Regions from separate parts of the Mus musculus genome. Here all the other regions are linked to region 2. The links are chromatin contacts, called in public promoter capture Hi-C maps. All regions are on one chromosome and are shown on one strand. Each heading gives the region's core, a stretch centred on a gene start, on an enhancer-like site or on the middle of the called end of the contact. The rest is flanking DNA. Distances are from core to core; before and after follow the strand shown.

Region 1 (3,919 bases), core at 744-3,243, 1.9 Mb after region 2:
CTTTTGCCTTCACAAAGTCTTTGGCCCTTTTGGAGGAAGAGAAATGTGTACATAAAAATTAAATAAAGACATGCATCATAAATGAAGACCAGACATGCTTAGGAAGAAAATGCACACAGAGAAAAGTGAAGGTGAAGAACCAGCTGTACAGAGGCAAAACAGCAGTAAAAGAAACTGGGGTTGGTGGAACAAAATGGCGGCGAGGCCACTGGAACAAGGAAGCACAGAAGGAGGCAGGAGAGGACAGAGTTTCTGAGTCATTTAAGGAAGCACAGGCGGATGAATACGCTCTTGCAAGGTCAAAGGATAATCTGCACTAGAGGCGATAGAACATCAAGACTCAATAACTGATAAGTCTATTTTTCTCTGCAGCAACGTCACTGGTGATATCTGAATTTGCCGGATGAAGATAATGGAAGTAAAATATGAGGAAGTGGGAGAAATGTCTGGATGAATGGAGGGGACAGCGGTTAGGAAAAACCCTTAGCTCATTAATTCTTGGACCGAGTCACCTCCAACTTCTCTGGCGACTTTTACCAAGCCAATAGATATGAATGCATCGTTTTCTTCAGCTTGTGCAAGGCAGGATGGTCATTATGAACATGTGCACAGCACTGGAAGGCAAACTGAAGTTTACTTATTGATTTATTTTAAGTAAGACGCTACTTCTCTAGCAGAGAATGATGTCAAAGGATCTCTTTCTTCTGTTATGAAATGTTCAGGAATGCATATCTGTTCTCTTAGTCATGCATCCAGCCCCAGTCACACCCTGCAGGAGCAGGTTTGCCCTGGTGAGAGGATGGTCACCTAAACAGAGCTCTCATGGACTTAAAAGTCAGAAGAGCAAAGAGAATTCAACAGAGACCTTAGGTAGATGCACAAAATAGATGTTACTAGGCCTTTATAGCTTTTATATTATCTGGAAAAAAAATCAAGTATAAAAAGATGCTAAGCCACCCAACACCTTCCCTTCAAGGCTCAGGGATCGACACAGAAGAGGAGGAAAGATTCTAAGAGTCAGAGCTGATGGATGACTCCAAAGAAAGTGTCTTTTGTATACAACAGAACTAATTCACATACGAACTCACAGAAACTGTGACAGCACACAAAGGATGTACAGGGGATCAAGCCAGATGGAATCCTAGAGCTGAGAGGTTGAAGTGGACACAGCGTCCCACCATGAACCAAAAAGCTATCTGAAATTGGTACCCATCCGCACAAGAAAAGTACTTTTTGCCAGTGGAGTCTCACTAGGTATATTAACCACACTTCAGAGTGGGCCCCATGCCTAGGAGTTGTTGGCTAACACAAAACGAACTCAATGGTATTTTTGCAGATAACACTTTTTCACGTAAACAAACAAACCAAAAAACCAAAAAACCAAAAAAAAAAAAAAAAAAAAAAAACAACCATTAGATTGAAGGCTGTGGTTTTTATACAGCCTGTGGGCAAGACGGCTCAGTAGGTAAAGGTACTTGCCACGAAGTTTGATGACCCGAGTTTGATGCCCTGGATACACATGGTGGAAAGAGACAACTGGAAGTTGTCCTCTCACTTCCACATGAGTGCTGAACACAGTGCTAGACACCTAGAGACTGATGGGGCACTGGCTCTATCGCTTAAAGGATTGGTTTTGACCTAGGGGAAGTTCACCAGGTTTGGCTCCATTGCCAGATCAGCAGCACCACCGGCCCACTCACTATTCAGGCTCCTAGGCATCTGTTCCAGAAAATAGCCTCCGGGCGCTCGGGCCACATCCAAGATGCCACACCCATAGGTTTGGCAACTGCGGGTGTGCTGTGTAGTTTGGCTCTCCTCCTGCCCCTTTGGGCCAATCCGGGCTCCGCTGGAACTCACCTGCTCTGCAGGTACGCCAGGACGAGGCGTGGCGAGGCGCGGCGGCGGGCGTGGCCGAGGCGGGGAGGGGCGGGGCGAAGCTGCTGTGGGCGGGGACAGAGCCCGTTGAAGCTCCAGGCGCAAGGCCCCTGCCGCCAGTCGCCGCGGTGACTGCCGGGATGCGCCGCAGCGAATGGTCGCGCGGGGCGCCGCTCTGAGTGACCTTTCACCCGAGCCCAGCGGCCTCGGGCGGCGGCACAAGGCGGAAGCCATGGCGGAGGCGGCGGCGGGCGAGGCGGGCGCGAGCGAGCGGGACCCAGACGCGGGCCGCGCGCGCCGGCGGCTGCGGGTTCTGTCGGGCCATCTGCTGGGCCGGCCCCAGGAGGCTCCGAGTACCAATGAGTGCAAAGCGCGGAGAGCCGCGTCGGCGGCCGGGGCGTCGCCCGCCGCTACTCCTGCCGCACCAGAGTCGGGCACCATCCCCAAGAAGCGGTGAGTAGCGGCCCGGGATGGAGCTGGCGGCGGGAGGCCGTGAGCGGCCTGGGCTGTGGGAGAGGAGAGCACGGGAGTGGGCAGGGAGTTGGCAGGGTGGGCGGAAGGCATTCCGATCCCTGAGAGTACATCAGCTTGCGGGCTGGGAGTGGACCAGACACACCGGACTCTGTCGGGAAGGGGCGGCATGGCTTGGCCGGATTTTGGTGTCTCTTTTTGAAGGAAACACATTTCATGACCTAGTGGGAAAAGGGTTTAAGCGGATCCCCTCTTTTGGGTTTTGGAGGCTGGAAATTCATTCTCTATCTTGGAACGGGTAGCAGGAGGATTGTCTTAATCTACGACGAGGAGTTTTAAAATTGCACTAGATAATCAGATTTCTACGAATTCTCAAAAGCCTGGATGCTAGCAAGCTGGAGTGGGATGGTGGTACTCTGGGGAGAGGTGTGAGTGGTTTCTGTAGGGTAGGTTACCACTTCCTTGTGGTCATGGATTCTAACTTTAAGGGAGGAAACCAGTGAGTGAGTGAGTGAGATACAGTAGACTGCAAGCGTTAGTGACTTAAGACTTTGGTATTCCAGCTACTGATCCTTTAAGAAGCTAAAAGACAAGAGTCTGAATGAGGAATGTTTGTAAAACCTTAAGACCATTGGAGGAGAATCTCTGTCTCTGATGAAAGCTGTCGAGAGATGGTGTTTTCTGAGATGATCAGTTTGGAAAAACTTGGAGAATGAAAAAAAAAAAAGATTTTGCTAACTCGAATGTGTACTTTCAAAGTGCTGGAGATGGTGCTATTTCCATTACTTCTACGTTCCTAAGGTATTAGGTAGGTGCAGTAGTCTTCCATTTTACAGATGAAGAAATTAGAAGAAAAGGTTAAGAAGTGTGCTGCAGGTAGCAGGTACCTGTGTTACAGTTTACACATCAAAAGCAAATCAAATGGACTGCCTCATGAATTCAACCCATGTAATTAAGTTCTCACTGCATACACACTGTGCCAGAAATGCAGGGATTCTGAAATGTGCTCTTCCCTGTAGGGCACCAAAGTAATAATACAGTTTAAGAAATTTAGCTGATAATTGAAACTCATGGTCATTTAACCCTAGTTTTGAGTATATGTATTTGTTAGGATAAAGGCTTTTCTGAGCCAGGGGTTTCTGTGTAAATCTTGAAGTTTGTAATGAAAACAGCCCTGGAGGGGGAGAAAGCTCGTGGTAGACAAACAGAATGGTCACAGGTAAAGAGTGTGGGGGACTAGAGAACTACCGGACTCAGGTGTGGCAGAAGCTGTGAGAATGACAGGGATGCGGACGGAAAGAACATCTGAGTTACTTTTTAGAAAGGACACTGGAATGGAGATGAAGATTCGATTGGCAACTGTAATGGCTGGAAACAAACCTAGGTTTGAATTCCATTAGGCTGTTTTACCGTATAAACTTTCTGTCTCTCTCAGAGCTGTGTCCCCTCCCTCATTTTAAGAAAGATGTAGAACCAGATGTGGTGGTGGTGGGTAAGCCTTTAATCCAAGCACTTGGGAGTGGAGGTTGGAGACCTGTTTTAGGAAACGGAAACAAAACCAAACAAAACCAAA
Region 2 (4,184 bases), core at 1,062-3,561:
CCTAGCTCTATCCTCACTTATTTAAGTGACCAGTGCACACACAGCTCAGAATATAATGCAAGACACAGCAGACACTTCATTCAAAAGGGCTACCATTATTTCATCATTTCCCTCTTTCCACGTCTACTTTCCCACTGAGTCTTCACCTTACTCTGACAGACATGATTACCTGGCATAACCAATGATAAGACTGCCAAAGACTGTTCCAATACCAGCACCAGAACCAGCAACTCCTACTGTTGCAGCACCTGCACCAATGAATTTGGCAGCAGTATCAATGTCTCTGCTGATTACACTGGTCTGAAACTCCCTTCGGATCAGCTGACACACACCATTCTGGGCCCCATTAAAAACTGTAGAGCCCTGGGAAGAGGAAATAAGGCAAAGGTCAATTCAGTAATCACATTGATTTTAACTACTATAGTGCCAAAACCAGTAACTTCTTTATACTATAGCTTGGTATGAATAAATAATTGTATGGCTCAAGGAAAAAGAAAACCAAGAGCTTGATATAATTCTTATCTCGTATAAGATAGTTAACAAGACCTATACCTCTTAGGATTTTTAAAAGTATAAAACAGAATAATGAATATGCTTTTCAACAAAGCAGGCTTTTTTGGATAACCGTGGCTATTTTAAACACAGATAACTCAAAACTATAAATACAGCCTAAAATATTTATTTGCTAATTCAGAAGGTTGTGCTGGCCAAAAGTTCCTCTCAGTGGCTCACCTTCTATGTATTATTTAATAAAACTGGAAAGAAACCACCCATTAATACACCCCTTCATGATAACAACTCTGTAAGACTTATTGACAGTGTTTCCTAATTTCTGTTATTAATACTCACCTCTCCAGTCCTAGTCTCTGGCCGAGATAACACTGATGCAGAAATTGGTCTATATGCAACTCTGGATCCAGCTCGGATCTATTAATGGAAGGAAAAGAAAGAATTTCAAGTACTAAAGAGTACACATTAGTCTTCAGTGACCTCTTGTGCAACTTTAAACTCTAAAGGAGAAAGCAGAAGAGAACGAACAGATTTATTATCTCTGCAATTAGCATGGCCTTTGGTCATTGTGCATACACAAAGCCAACCTAAAATTTTATGCTAATGAACCATGGAATGTTCTATTTAATCTATCTGTAAACAAAAATCCTAAGACCAATTAGTTACCAAGTGACTGAGTGTTGTGGAAGTTTCAGTAACTGTAGTGCTGTAAATTCAAGTAAGTTATGTGGGCTCATAAGGGTGTCGCTATGATTTTGATCATTTACAACAGTCCAGCAGCTAATGAAGCTCCTACAATTTTCAAAGGATTCCTAAATACCCACTAATTCTAAATTTACTATAGAGTTAAGCATTTTGATGTCAGCTTAACAGCCGTTGCAATACTCTCACTATAAGGACATCTGGCAGTCTGGCTTCTCTGCCCTTGAGTGTCCACGGACACTAAGGTCACAGAAAATCCCTCCAGAACCAGGACCCGATTCTCTAGCACAAATCTTTTAGATTCAGACTTCACTTAAAGCCTCCAAAAAAGCAAGCTTCGGGGCTCCCCAACACCTTTCTCCGCCCACACAAGGAAGCAAAGTCCCTCCCTCTGCAGCGGCGAGTTTGACCTACAGACGCGCACGGGAAACGCTGTGCAGGCAACTAGGCCTCAGCTGCCCCTTCCTGACTTCTCAGCACCCCGACCTTCGCGTCGACCCCAACTCCATAGGGACCGGGCGGTGGGGGAGGGGCGCGCTCCACGAGCAAGGAGGCTGTGACCTACGCCCAGAAGGCCTGTCAGCTAGGCCTCGGGGGGGACACATGGCCGGGAACTGTCTGCGGGCCCCAGGGTTGGGAGGGAGGGAGGGAGGAGAGGACATCGGGGCAAGGGTGAAGGAGAGCCGGTCCCTCGGCGTGAATGCTGGGCCGAGGCCCGGGTTACGCACCAGAGCGGGGGTGCGGGCGAGCTTGGCGCAGGCGAACATCTTTCTTCCTGGCGGCGCGGCGTGGATCTAGGTGACAGGCGACGTGGGCTCCTCTCCCGCTTCCTCTCTGCGGAGCGAAAAGAGGCTTAAGGTCAAGTGTCCCCCCCAGGGGCCTGTCCTTGCCACCCCGGCCCCGAGGGGCCCCGCGCAGGCGGTCAGCGTGGCCGCGTGCCCGGGAAGCGCAAGCCCGGTGGACAGGGCCGGGAGACCCGCTCCGCCCCGGCCCGGGCCCCGCGCCCTCCGTTTACCTTCGCTTACCTCCCGAGGCGGCGGCAGTGGCGGCGGCAGAGGTCGAAGCAGTGGGGCTGGGCGCGCAAGCGCGGTGCGGCTCTTATCCGCGCCGCAGCACCCGGATGGAGAAGGCGGGGGAAGACGCTCAAGGTCACTTTGTAACAACTTTATTGGTAACTCTCAGAGGAGGACAATGACAGGCCCCCTCCGTGACCGGCTGGCGGCCAGTGAAATGAAAAGCACACTGAAGACGACTCTTGGCTTTGTTAGTGTTACTAACGGTGCAGATAATTTTTAGTTGTTGTCGCTATCGCAGACTGAGCCTCGCTCCTTGCACGTGCCAGGCAGGGGTTCTCCCAGGGAGCTACAAGCCGACCCTGATTTGGCTTTTATTTCAAACAGGGTGAGTTGCTCAGGCAGGCCTTGAGCTCAGTATGTAAGTTAGGGAGAACCTTGATCGTCCACTTTCACCCTTCCAAGTAGTTAGCTTCTTCATAACCAACTCCAGCGGGATTATTTCTTTGTAAGACTCTAAAACAGGGTTTTTTGTTTGTTTGTTTGTTTGCTTTTGTTTAAGACGACAAATCTTTTCTCAGAAGACCTACCTAGAAGTCCTGGGAAGAACAAATGACGGTTCAAGAGCTTTGCAACTCTGTAGACTAGGCTAGCCTTCAACTCACAGAAATCCTCCTGCCTCTGTTTTCCAAGTGCTGACATTAAAGCCATGTACCACTGTGTTCTGCTGCCTTCCACCATTATAACTGGGAGAATTAAGAGATAATAATGTATCATCATTTCGGACTAAAAAAGTGCCTGAATAGTTTTCAAAATCTATTCAGCACCCAGTTCTGATAACTTTGAACAAACCAGATGGATGCAGAAATGTCTCAGATAAATGGCTGTAGTTCAACGTCTGGTCTTCTTATTGATTTTTTTAAAATAGTTTTTTTGAGATAATATAATCTCATAGGTTCTCCCCTGTTTTAGGGTTTTAATGCTGTGAAGAGACACCACGACTACCGCAACTCTTAGAAACAAACAAACAAACATTTAATTGGGGCTGGCTTACAGTTTCAGAGGTTTAGTCCATTTTCAGCATGGCAGGAAGCATGGCAGTGTTCAGGCAGACACGGTGCTGGAGACAGAGCTGAGAATAGCTGAAGGAAGAAGGCAGGCAGCCAGAAGAGACCACTGTTAGCCATTATGCTTGCCTTATGCTTCTGAAACCTCAAAGCCTGCACCCCCCCCCCCCCCAGTTACACACTTCCTCCAACAAGGCCACACCTCCTAACGGTGCCATTCCCTATGGACCCGTGGGGGCCAATTTTTTATTCAAACACCACTCCCTCCCATTTCCTCCCCCCTCCTCCTCCTAGACACTTCTTGACTTTTCAAATCTGAGGCCTCTTTTTCTTTAGTTTTATATACATATTTAGTTGTATGTATATATGATATGTTTTTAGATATAAAATTATAACTTGCTCAGTCTGTTTGTTTTAACCATAGCATTTTCTCCAGCCTCAGAAAATCACCATTGTTTTTGTTTTGAACTTGACTATTCTAGATCCTTCATCTAAGTCCTGCATTATTTGTCTCATTGTAACTAGCTGCTGTTTCTTTTAGTTCATTACATTTATTTATTTATTCTGTGCATATGTGAGGGCAGACAGATGTGTGTATAGGTGCATATGCCACAGTGTGCATGCAAAGGTCAGAGAACAGATTGAGGGAGCCAGGGCTCTGTCCTCACCATGCGGATTCCAGGGATTGAATTCAGGTCGACAGGTGTAGGGCCAAGCAAGCACCTTGACCCACTGAGGCATCTCACAGCATACTCCTGCTTTTCTTTTTTTATTATTTCTTTAATGTATATGAACACACTGTAGCTGATTTCAGATATACCATGTGGTTGCTGGGAGTTGAACTCAGGGCCTCTGGAAGAGCAGACAGTGGTGCTCTTAACCCTCCAGCCCC
Region 3 (4,042 bases), core at 306-2,805, 1.8 Mb after region 2:
CCAGAAACTGGTTTTCACTTACATAACAATCTTCAAAACTTAGCAAGAAAGTGTTATGAAACGCAAGCGTCCCATTCGCTGTCTTCAAAGTGCGCAACATGCTAAGAAAATTGAGGCAGAATCTCAAACAGCAAAGAAAAATGTATTAAGGACACAAGCGAGGGATAATAAATAAATGTCTAAAAGCAAAACTTCTGCAACAGTATAAAAAGCAACAAATTCTAATCTATTACTCTTACCCTTGACGGCAAGGACCAGAATATCCTGCCTTATACATTTTGGTATTACAACTCTGTAATGCTAAATCCAAAGACAAAGCCGCCCAGGGGAAAATAACAATTGCGCAACTGATCAACAGCTCCAACTTGTCCCTTGGCCCCAGAGCAGCGAGGTTTGCACGCTATAGAGCAGGAAAGGGCCAACCGAGGGCCTCTGTGACTGCCAACTGGCCGATGTAAGCCAGCCAGAAGCCACAGCCTCGCACACTACGTGGGGCCCCGCGGGTCACCATACTCAGAACACACAGCCCAGCATGGGGCCCACTCGGACCTCGGAGCCCGCCGCCCAGGTCTGCACGTCCTTGCGCCCGGCGCGAGGCCATTCCCGGGTTCCCAGGCTGAAGGAGCGTGCGGAGCCCTGCCGGCAGGCCGCCCGTCGGGGCGCCAGAGCACGAGGGCCACCCGGTGACTTTCTCCTCCGCCCCCGGAGGGCTGGGCTTTTCTGGATCAAGACGGACAGGCGTGATCTTACAGACCAGCTCTCGGGCTGAGGCCGTAGACGGCCGAGCTCACCAAGTCGTAGAACGGGGGTTGGGGAGGGCTTCGGGCGGACGCCGAGGAGAGACCTCAGCTCCCCCGAGCGCGGCCCCGTGACTAGGCACATTTTTACCGGCACCGAATCAGGGAAACTACGCTGCCCCGGAAAAGGCCGGGCGGCGCCGGTTTAGACCGCCAGCATCCACCCCCCTCCCGCCTCTGCGCCTCCCACCCAGCGAGGTGGTGGTGTCTCTGCCTGGCCCCACGAAGTCAGAGCTTCCTCCACACCCCAACCTCGCCGCCCCTGGAGACCTCAGGCTCGGACCCCACTCTCGTCGCGGCCCCAACATCCTCCGTTGCCCTCCCAGCTCGGCGGGGCAGTTCCCAGGCCCTGCCGTCGTAGTCCTGGCTCAGACTGTCCCTCCCTCCCGGAGCCACTATCCCCTCGAGCTCCTGCCGGCTTCTTGGCACAGCCCAGGGGCCCGAAGGTTGGGGCAGCACCTGCTGGGACTGTAGTCCTGGCGGTGGCAACTCCAAGTCCATCATGCTGAGGGCGGACGCTGTGGTAGGGCTCCCCGACGGCGAGGCTACTTGCAGCAGAGGTGAGGCGGCGGCAATGGCTAGTCCGAGCAGCGGAGAACTAGGAGATAGCCTGCTCGCTGGAGTGGCAGGCCAGCCTTAGTCCGCCCCGCCCCCGCCCCCTGGGGGCGGAACAAGGACCTAGGGACGGGACAAGAACTTAGAGGCGGAGAAAAGGCTAGGGCAAGAGGCAAGGGCCAGAGGCAGGACAAGGGCATGGAGGCGGGGTAAGGGGCGGGGCAAGAGCTTGGAATCGCGTACAGGGGCAGGGCAAGGACCCGAGGGCCCCCCGCAAAGGCCTAGGGCGGGGCAAGGGGAGGGGGGGACAAGACGGGGGCCAGTGGAAGGAGCAAGAGCCCGAGGGCGGGGCATGGACCTGAGTGCTTCCGGCCGGAGTTCCCGCGTTCCCCTCGACCCCCCACTGTTGATCCTCCTCTCGCTGTCCGGGGCATGGCGGAGTCAGGTGGGCTGAAGTCGCACGGGGGGCGGAGCGCGAGCAGGAGGCCTTCGGCCCCCCCAGTCCTCTGTAGGACAGCACCCCCTTGCTAGAGATTAGCAGCTGTTTGCCGAAGGTCGCTCCAGCCCTGGCTCTTTGAAGCAGTTTAAACAGTTGGTGCAAGCACACCGGGAGCCCCGGCCCGTGCGCTGCTATCGGAGCTGCCACTCCCTGATTTGGACCTGCAGAACCTTGCCCGCTTTATCTCGCTCCACCGGCTGACTGTGGCGCCAGTTTCGGGGTTAGGGCTCTGAGCTGGGACCCGGACTTTGCAAGAGGCCAACTGCCCTCTGGCCCCAGGTCCCATTCAGTTGCTGGTGCTCAAACACCTCTGCCCCAGGGAGATGGATGAGTCCACGCTGCAAACTCGTGCTCGCTTACTCGAAGGCCCTCCACTTCTCCCACGTGCCCTGGGCTCGGGGCCCAAGCGGTCACTCAGTATCACTTCATCCACCCAGAGCCCAGCAAGCGGGCACAGCTCTAACAGAATCACCGAAGTGGATTCTAAGACTCTCAGGGTTCCTTTACACGTACTTACTCTATTTGGGAATTTTGAGGTATGATCTCATAAGGCCCCACCTCTCAAGCTGTTTTTAGAGCAGCGTTTCTCAACCGTCGTAATGCAGCGACCCTTTAATATAGTTCGTGTTGTGGTGACCTCCAACTAGAAAAGTATTTTTGCTGCTACTTCATAACTAATTTTGTTGCTATAAATTGTAATGTAAGTATCGGATGTGCAAAATATCTGAGATGCTTGGGGTGGCTCTCCACAGGCTGAGAACTGTACCATAGACTCTGCCACTTGGGTTTGGTGGTGGTGGTGGTGGTAGTGACTGTTTTCACAACGTTCATTCCCAAACATACTTCTTTAACTGCCCCCGAAAAAAAATCCAATTTCTAAAATAGTTATATGGGCTTAGAAAAAAAATCGAGGGATGTTTTAATGTGTTAATAGTTGAAAACCCAGAGTATTTTTATCTTTCTCTTTGTTGTTTTAAGTATGTTTGAACACAAATATCTTCTTTTGAATTTTTTTTTTTTTTTTTGGTTTTTTAAGACAGGGTTTTTCTGTGTAGCCCTGGCTGTCCTGACACTCACTCTGTAGACCAGGCTGGCCTAGAACTCAGAAATCTGCCTGCCTCTGCCTCCCAAGTGCTGGGGCTAAAGGTTTGCGCCACCACTGCCTGGCTTGAAATGTATTTTAAAAACCACTACCCTATTATGGGCCTGGGGTCAGTTAGAGATTCAACAATCTGACAAAGAAAGGTCTCTTACTCAGATCCTAGCGCTAGGTCTCCAGCTGAGACTCAGGACTTCTGAATGCAATGCTCAGCCATTTGTTCTCTCACAAACAGAATGCAAACAGAATCTCCTTCTCCAGCAAAACAGAAACAGCAGTAAAAAAAATTTAACCCTTAACGGCCCTTAACATTTGGAGGTCTAATTTTGCTTTATAGTTCTCTGGAGCACCGAAAATTTAAACTTTTAAACATAAAGTTAGCCAACAACATAATATTTCATAGTATTAATGCTGCAGGGGCCAACCTCTGTCGGCAGGAGAGCTAAGGGCCTTGTGACAACTGAAAGCAGAGTTACTAGCCAGGAAGAACCTGAGAAAGGAAATGGGAGGCTTTTACTTCCTCCTTGTAGGGCCTTTTCCCTCTCTCTGTGATGCCAAACCAAACTGAATAGTTTGCTTAGTAGTTTGCGTAGAAGCAGCACGTTTCCCCAAGGTCATACAGTAATCTCTGTGTTGTGCATAAAGCAGATCAAGTGCCCTACCATGCTGTTGGAGTACCTCGGTTAATGAATCGACCTGTTCTTCTAATTTTACAGTAGACTTTTCTAATGCAAATAAATCCTGGGTTATCTGACATCTTACATTTTTGTAAATGACACCAAGCCATTGTTGTAGCTGTTGCCGGAAGAATGGCTGCCAACTGTTAGAAGGGCAGCTGACAATCCTAAGTTTTCTATGAGGGATAGAAGGGGAGGAACTGCATTTTTCTGCTCCAGGGGGCTGGAGAGATTTGCAAAAACAAGTACTCTCTCCATGCCACACTGTCGCATACAAACATCTGAGGAATACTAGAGACAAAAGTTGGGGCTTTGATACATACGCCAAAGAGCTAAAAGCAGGGATGTGATCACATGCAAACCAAAGAGTTTTAACCCAGAGGTGAAGAAAGGAATGCCCACTTGACAAGTGGTG
Region 4 (3,893 bases), core at 545-3,044, 1.7 Mb after region 2:
CAATCTCCCACCTCCAATCCCTAAATGCTGTGGGTTTGAGGGATTAGGAGCTGTGTCACCTGCCCAGTTTGCAGAGATGAGGATCCAGGCCTAGGTCTCATGTCTGACTGCTGGGATTAAAGGTGTGTGCCACCATCTGAATCCATTTCTCATCTTTCACTGGGAGAGACAGATAAATTGCAAAGGAGTTTGCTATGCAGAATGTTAAAATATGCAATTTGTTGCAGGAAAAGAAGGCTTGTCAATTGTGCTTTTTTTCTTACCCTCAATAACTTTATTTAAATGAGATCTGCAGATTTTTTTTTTCTTTTGAGACAGGGTCTCACTCTATAGCACTGGCTCCCTGAAACTCCACATAGCCAGCTAGAGAGGCATGGGCCTCTGCCTTCAGAGTAGCCTAGAGGTGACACATACCACGACTAGCAAATCTGTAGACTTTTAATTTACAGTTGTTATTGTGAGAAGGCTAGGCTAAGTCCACGACAGGCTTCAAATTAGCAGCTAAGGAGACGAGGTCTAAAAACCCAGGCTTCAGGCAGCTAATTAGAAACTGCCCCACCACCTGGCCTGAAACAAGGACAATGGGTCAGCAGTTCCCAGCCAGCCCCCACGCCCCAGTAATGGAATGTCCTTCGAGATAGCATAAGACACAGCCTACCACCCCCCACCCCAGATTCCTCAGCCAGTTTCCAGGCACCATACCCTAGTATGGTTCTGGAATACCTAGAGACAGAGTAAGACAAAGCCCACCTACCCCAGGATTCCACTAAGGTGCTTTAAATTGGTCCTGCGGGCTCACTTCAGGCTCTATCTTGGTAACGGGAGACCCCAGCATGCTGGACTTCTACAGAATAAAAACAGTGTTTGCGTTTACATACTATTAGAATCCGGGGTATCATTCTTCGTTACAGTGGGTGTTTCGAGACTACCTAATCCTATGTTTGCTTTTATTTGATTAAAAACCCAAATCGTTCCAAATCCCTTTGCTAAGCAAATAAACGATTCGACTTATTTCGTTCATATACTGCACACTAAAACTCGAAACTGATGACCACTTTAAATAAGAAACAAATCTCTAGCCAACAGGTAGAGGGCCTATATGGCCAGAAGCCTTTTGGAAACGTTGGAAATCGTTCCATTCTCTCAATTCTATACCCAAGTGGCTCTGCTTCTTCCTCCCAGACTGTCTTAATTTGTAAATGTGCAAGCTGCTAAGGTGAAAACCGCAGTAACTCAGCCGCGTTTTGCGGTCCGTGAGACGTGCCCCGACTGCGACTTGCAGTGTGGGTCTCCCAGGAAGGCGGCGCAGTCACATTTTTCCAAACCTGGGCTCTCGACATTTAGAAAGCCGCGAGGGAGGCGAAGATGGTCAACTGGCTTTCTTACAACCTTAAGTCTCAAGTCAGAAAAGCGTGACTTTCCATTTGGCTCTGGAATGGAGGTGAACTCGGAAATGGAGACCCGCAGGCGCGCGGGGGAGGGGCGAGAGGGGCCAGAAGAAAGGGAAAGGCCTTTCTCTAAGCTGACGCGCGGTCACGCGGCTTTCTCCCGACGTGGGCTCTCGCCATTGGTCGAGCTGCCGCTGACGTAAGCGTCGCTGCCGGGCGCGAACCGCGGCGAAGGCGGCGCTGCGTTGGAAGTTGGCGAGGCGCGCGCGCTCCCGCCGGCGGCCCAATCCCCGCTCTCCACCCTCGGCCCGCCAACGCGGTGGACCAGTCGCGCTCCGCTTTCTCATGACTCCGCCCCCAGTGGGCGGGCGGCGCGCGGATAGCACATCACGTGGTGACTGGCCCCGCCTCTTCCTCTCGGTCCCATATTGAACTCGAGTTGGAAGAGGCGAGTCCGGTCTCAAAATGGAGGTAAAACCGCCGCCCGGTCGCCCCCAGCCTGACTCCGGCCGTCGCCGCCGCCGCCGGGGGGAGGAGGTATTAGGGGGAGAGCGGGGGGTTGCTGGGTAGTTGCCGGCATGGGGGGGCTTTGGCTCGATGGGAGTGGGGAGGCCGGGGAGACCGGGACGATCGTCCCGCGCTTTGCGCTGAGGGCGGTGGGAGGGGGAGGGGAGCGGGCCGGGTGGCCTCCTCCGGGCCCTCCGTCGGCCTGGTCCTCTCGGTCGGCCGCACCGGCAGCCCTCGAAGACGCGGCGGGGCCGGGGAGTGGCTCGGCAGCCGGGCGAGGATGCCCTCGGGCTGCGCGGCCTGACTTAGCGAGGCCGCGGGCGGCATGGCGGGCCTCCGCGGGAGCGGTTGGGAGGAGGCGGTGGGGGAGGGGAGGAGCACATCCGGGCGAGCGAGCAGGCGGGCGGCGGCCGCATTGACATTGATCCGCCGCCGCCGCGTTACGAAATGGCGCAGTGGCCCGCAATGGCCGCCGCCTGGCTACGCCGCCAAGAAGGAGTGCGCGGGGATTGGAGGGGACGGCGGGAGGCGGCCCGGCGTTTCTGCCGCAGATGGCCTCCAGGCTCCGGGCGCGGTGCTTTCCGCTGGGGTGCTCCCGACGTGGATCTAGGCCTTGGCGGGCCTTCTGGGTGATGACAATCCGCGCAATACTCGGGCCGGATTTTCTCAGCGCTCATTTGGGGATACATTACTGAAAAGCTTGCTGCTTTAAGGTGCTTCCTAACCCGCTGCTTGTGCTCAAGTATTTGGAATGAGAGTATTTACAGCGTCCTGTGGTTGAAGTCTTAACCATTTCGGGGGTTTGAGTGTAGATGTGTTTACTTGGAGCTTAATATTTTTATTGATCTAATTTCTCATACTTCGGATTGGCCCGGATTTTGGTTTTCCTGGATTTTGGTTTTAGAGAACTGCGACCACACTAGAAAATACCACGATTACGAGAATTTTGTGTGTATAGAGATGCTTTTTGTGTATTGTCAAATTCATTTATGCGAGGCTTGAATAAAGGGGTTTTACGTGAATTTGGGTAGTTGGGTTTCTGGTATGTGGCTGTCTGCATATTGAATGTTCTAACTAATATTTCCAGAAGATGGAAGAAAGTGAGCCCCCTTTAAGGGCTTGTGTTGAATTGTCTTAATGCGTTCATTAAAAGCGGTTCACTCGAAAGTAAAATCTTCAAAAAGAAAACCACAGGCTAGATATTTTCTAAGTCTCTCAGTTACGGTTTTGTTTCTAATTCCTCTGGTCAGGCGGTATATGCTATACCTTGTAAATCCAAATTACACGCTTGTGAATGTAAGGATCGCATTCGAAATAACTTGAAACTATATGATGTAAGTGGGTATAACCAAGGTAAATTGATTACAGAAAGCTAAGTAGTGGAACCAGGTGTGAATGGTGCGTGCACACCTGTTACCCTAGTATTTGAAAGGCTAAGGTAGGACTGCCTCAAGTTCAAGGCTAGCTTAGCCTGCCTTTCCTTGAGAGCCAGCCTCAAAACCCTCACCCACCCTTTTAACCCCCACAAGGTATCACGGGGTTAAGTCTTGGCTGTGTTTTGTGGGATATGCCTAATTTGCTTGGGAATGTCTTTTAATAACTGAAATGTTATTAGCTGGAAATGTGAATTTCTCTTAATTTCCCGTTGTAAGCTTCTAAGTTGCATTTCATAGATCATGTTTTAAAATTACAGGTTTGTTGGTGTTGCAGACTGAGGACAGTGGAGATGGCACGGGCAGTCTTTGGGGTTTATTTTTCTAGTGAATGATTTGTTAGAAACATCTGAAATACTCTAGACTTTTTAGTTGTAGCTTAAAGTTTAAAAAATCTGGGACTGTTTGGGGGTTCAGTTTAATGTGACCCCAGATACCATTTTAGTGGGATATTTTTGTTTTTAAGACAACCTACTCCCTATGTACCTCATACTGGCCTAGAAGAACTGACATAATCCAGGCCAGCTGTCTCCCAAACGCTGAAATTAACTGGTGTGTACTATCA

What was found. Promoter capture Hi-C pulls out the DNA fragments that hold promoters and counts their contacts. Capture Hi-C pulls out chosen DNA fragments and counts their contacts.
Region 1: a promoter capture Hi-C map of adipose tissue shows a contact between it and region 2, with 3 times the contacts expected there. The contact joins the promoter of Agps here to the promoter of Atp5g3 in region 2. A contact is called at or near these places in 3 of 39 promoter capture datasets (the C10 cell line, hippocampal neurons and liver), 1 of 484 Hi-C or Micro-C datasets (B cells), 1 of 115 datasets of contacts at active chromatin or transcription factors (astrocytes) and 1 of 9 other capture datasets (adipose tissue).
Region 3: a promoter capture Hi-C map of pre-B cells shows a contact between it and region 2, with 6 times the contacts expected there. The contact joins the promoter of Nfe2l2 here to the promoter of Atp5g3 in region 2. A contact is called at or near these places in 4 of 39 promoter capture datasets (hippocampal neurons, liver and pre-B cells), 4 of 115 datasets of contacts at active chromatin or transcription factors (astrocytes, bone marrow-derived dendritic cells, embryonic forebrain and 1 more) and 1 of 9 other capture datasets (liver).
Region 4: a contact with region 2 is called in a promoter capture Hi-C map of hippocampal neurons, with 9 times the contacts expected there. The contact joins the promoter of Hnrnpa3 here to the promoter of Atp5g3 in region 2. A contact is called at or near these places in 4 of 39 promoter capture datasets (cranial neural crest, hippocampal neurons and liver) and 3 of 115 datasets of contacts at active chromatin or transcription factors (astrocytes, cardiomyocytes and microglia).

Annotation. Positions count from the first base shown.
Region 1 is chr2:75,830,184-75,834,102 of GRCm38.p6, forward strand. Agps (alkylglycerone phosphate synthase) reads left to right here and starts at 1,994. Exons shown (of 20, transcript NM_172666.3): 1 at 1,994-2,328. The coding sequence starts at 2,030. Gm34861 (a long non-coding RNA gene) reads right to left here and starts at 2,004. Exons shown (of 3, transcript XR_866490.3): 1 at 1,858-2,004.
Region 2 is chr2:73,909,015-73,913,198 of GRCm38.p6, forward strand. It overlaps Atp5g3 (ATP synthase, H+ transporting, mitochondrial F0 complex, subunit C3 (subunit 9)), which reads right to left and starts at 2,312. Exons shown (of 5, transcript NM_175015.3): 1 at 2,238-2,312; 2 at 1,941-2,046; 3 at 850-927; 4 at 170-363. The coding sequence starts at 1,979.
Region 3 is chr2:75,703,108-75,707,149 of GRCm38.p6, forward strand. It overlaps Nfe2l2 (nuclear factor, erythroid derived 2, like 2), which reads right to left and starts at 1,556. Exons shown (of 5, transcript NM_010902.4): 1 at 1,257-1,556. The coding sequence starts at 1,301. It overlaps E030042O20Rik (a long non-coding RNA gene), which reads left to right and starts at 3,778. Exons shown (of 2, transcript XR_003953858.1): 1 at 3,778-4,042.
Region 4 is chr2:75,657,465-75,661,357 of GRCm38.p6, forward strand. Hnrnpa3 (heterogeneous nuclear ribonucleoprotein A3) reads left to right here and starts at 1,795. Exons shown (of 11, transcript NM_053263.1): 1 at 1,795-1,859. The coding sequence starts at 1,854. Gm39859 (predicted gene, 39859) reads right to left here and starts at 1,473. Exons shown (of 3, transcript NR_166143.1): 1 at 1,326-1,473; 2 at 755-844.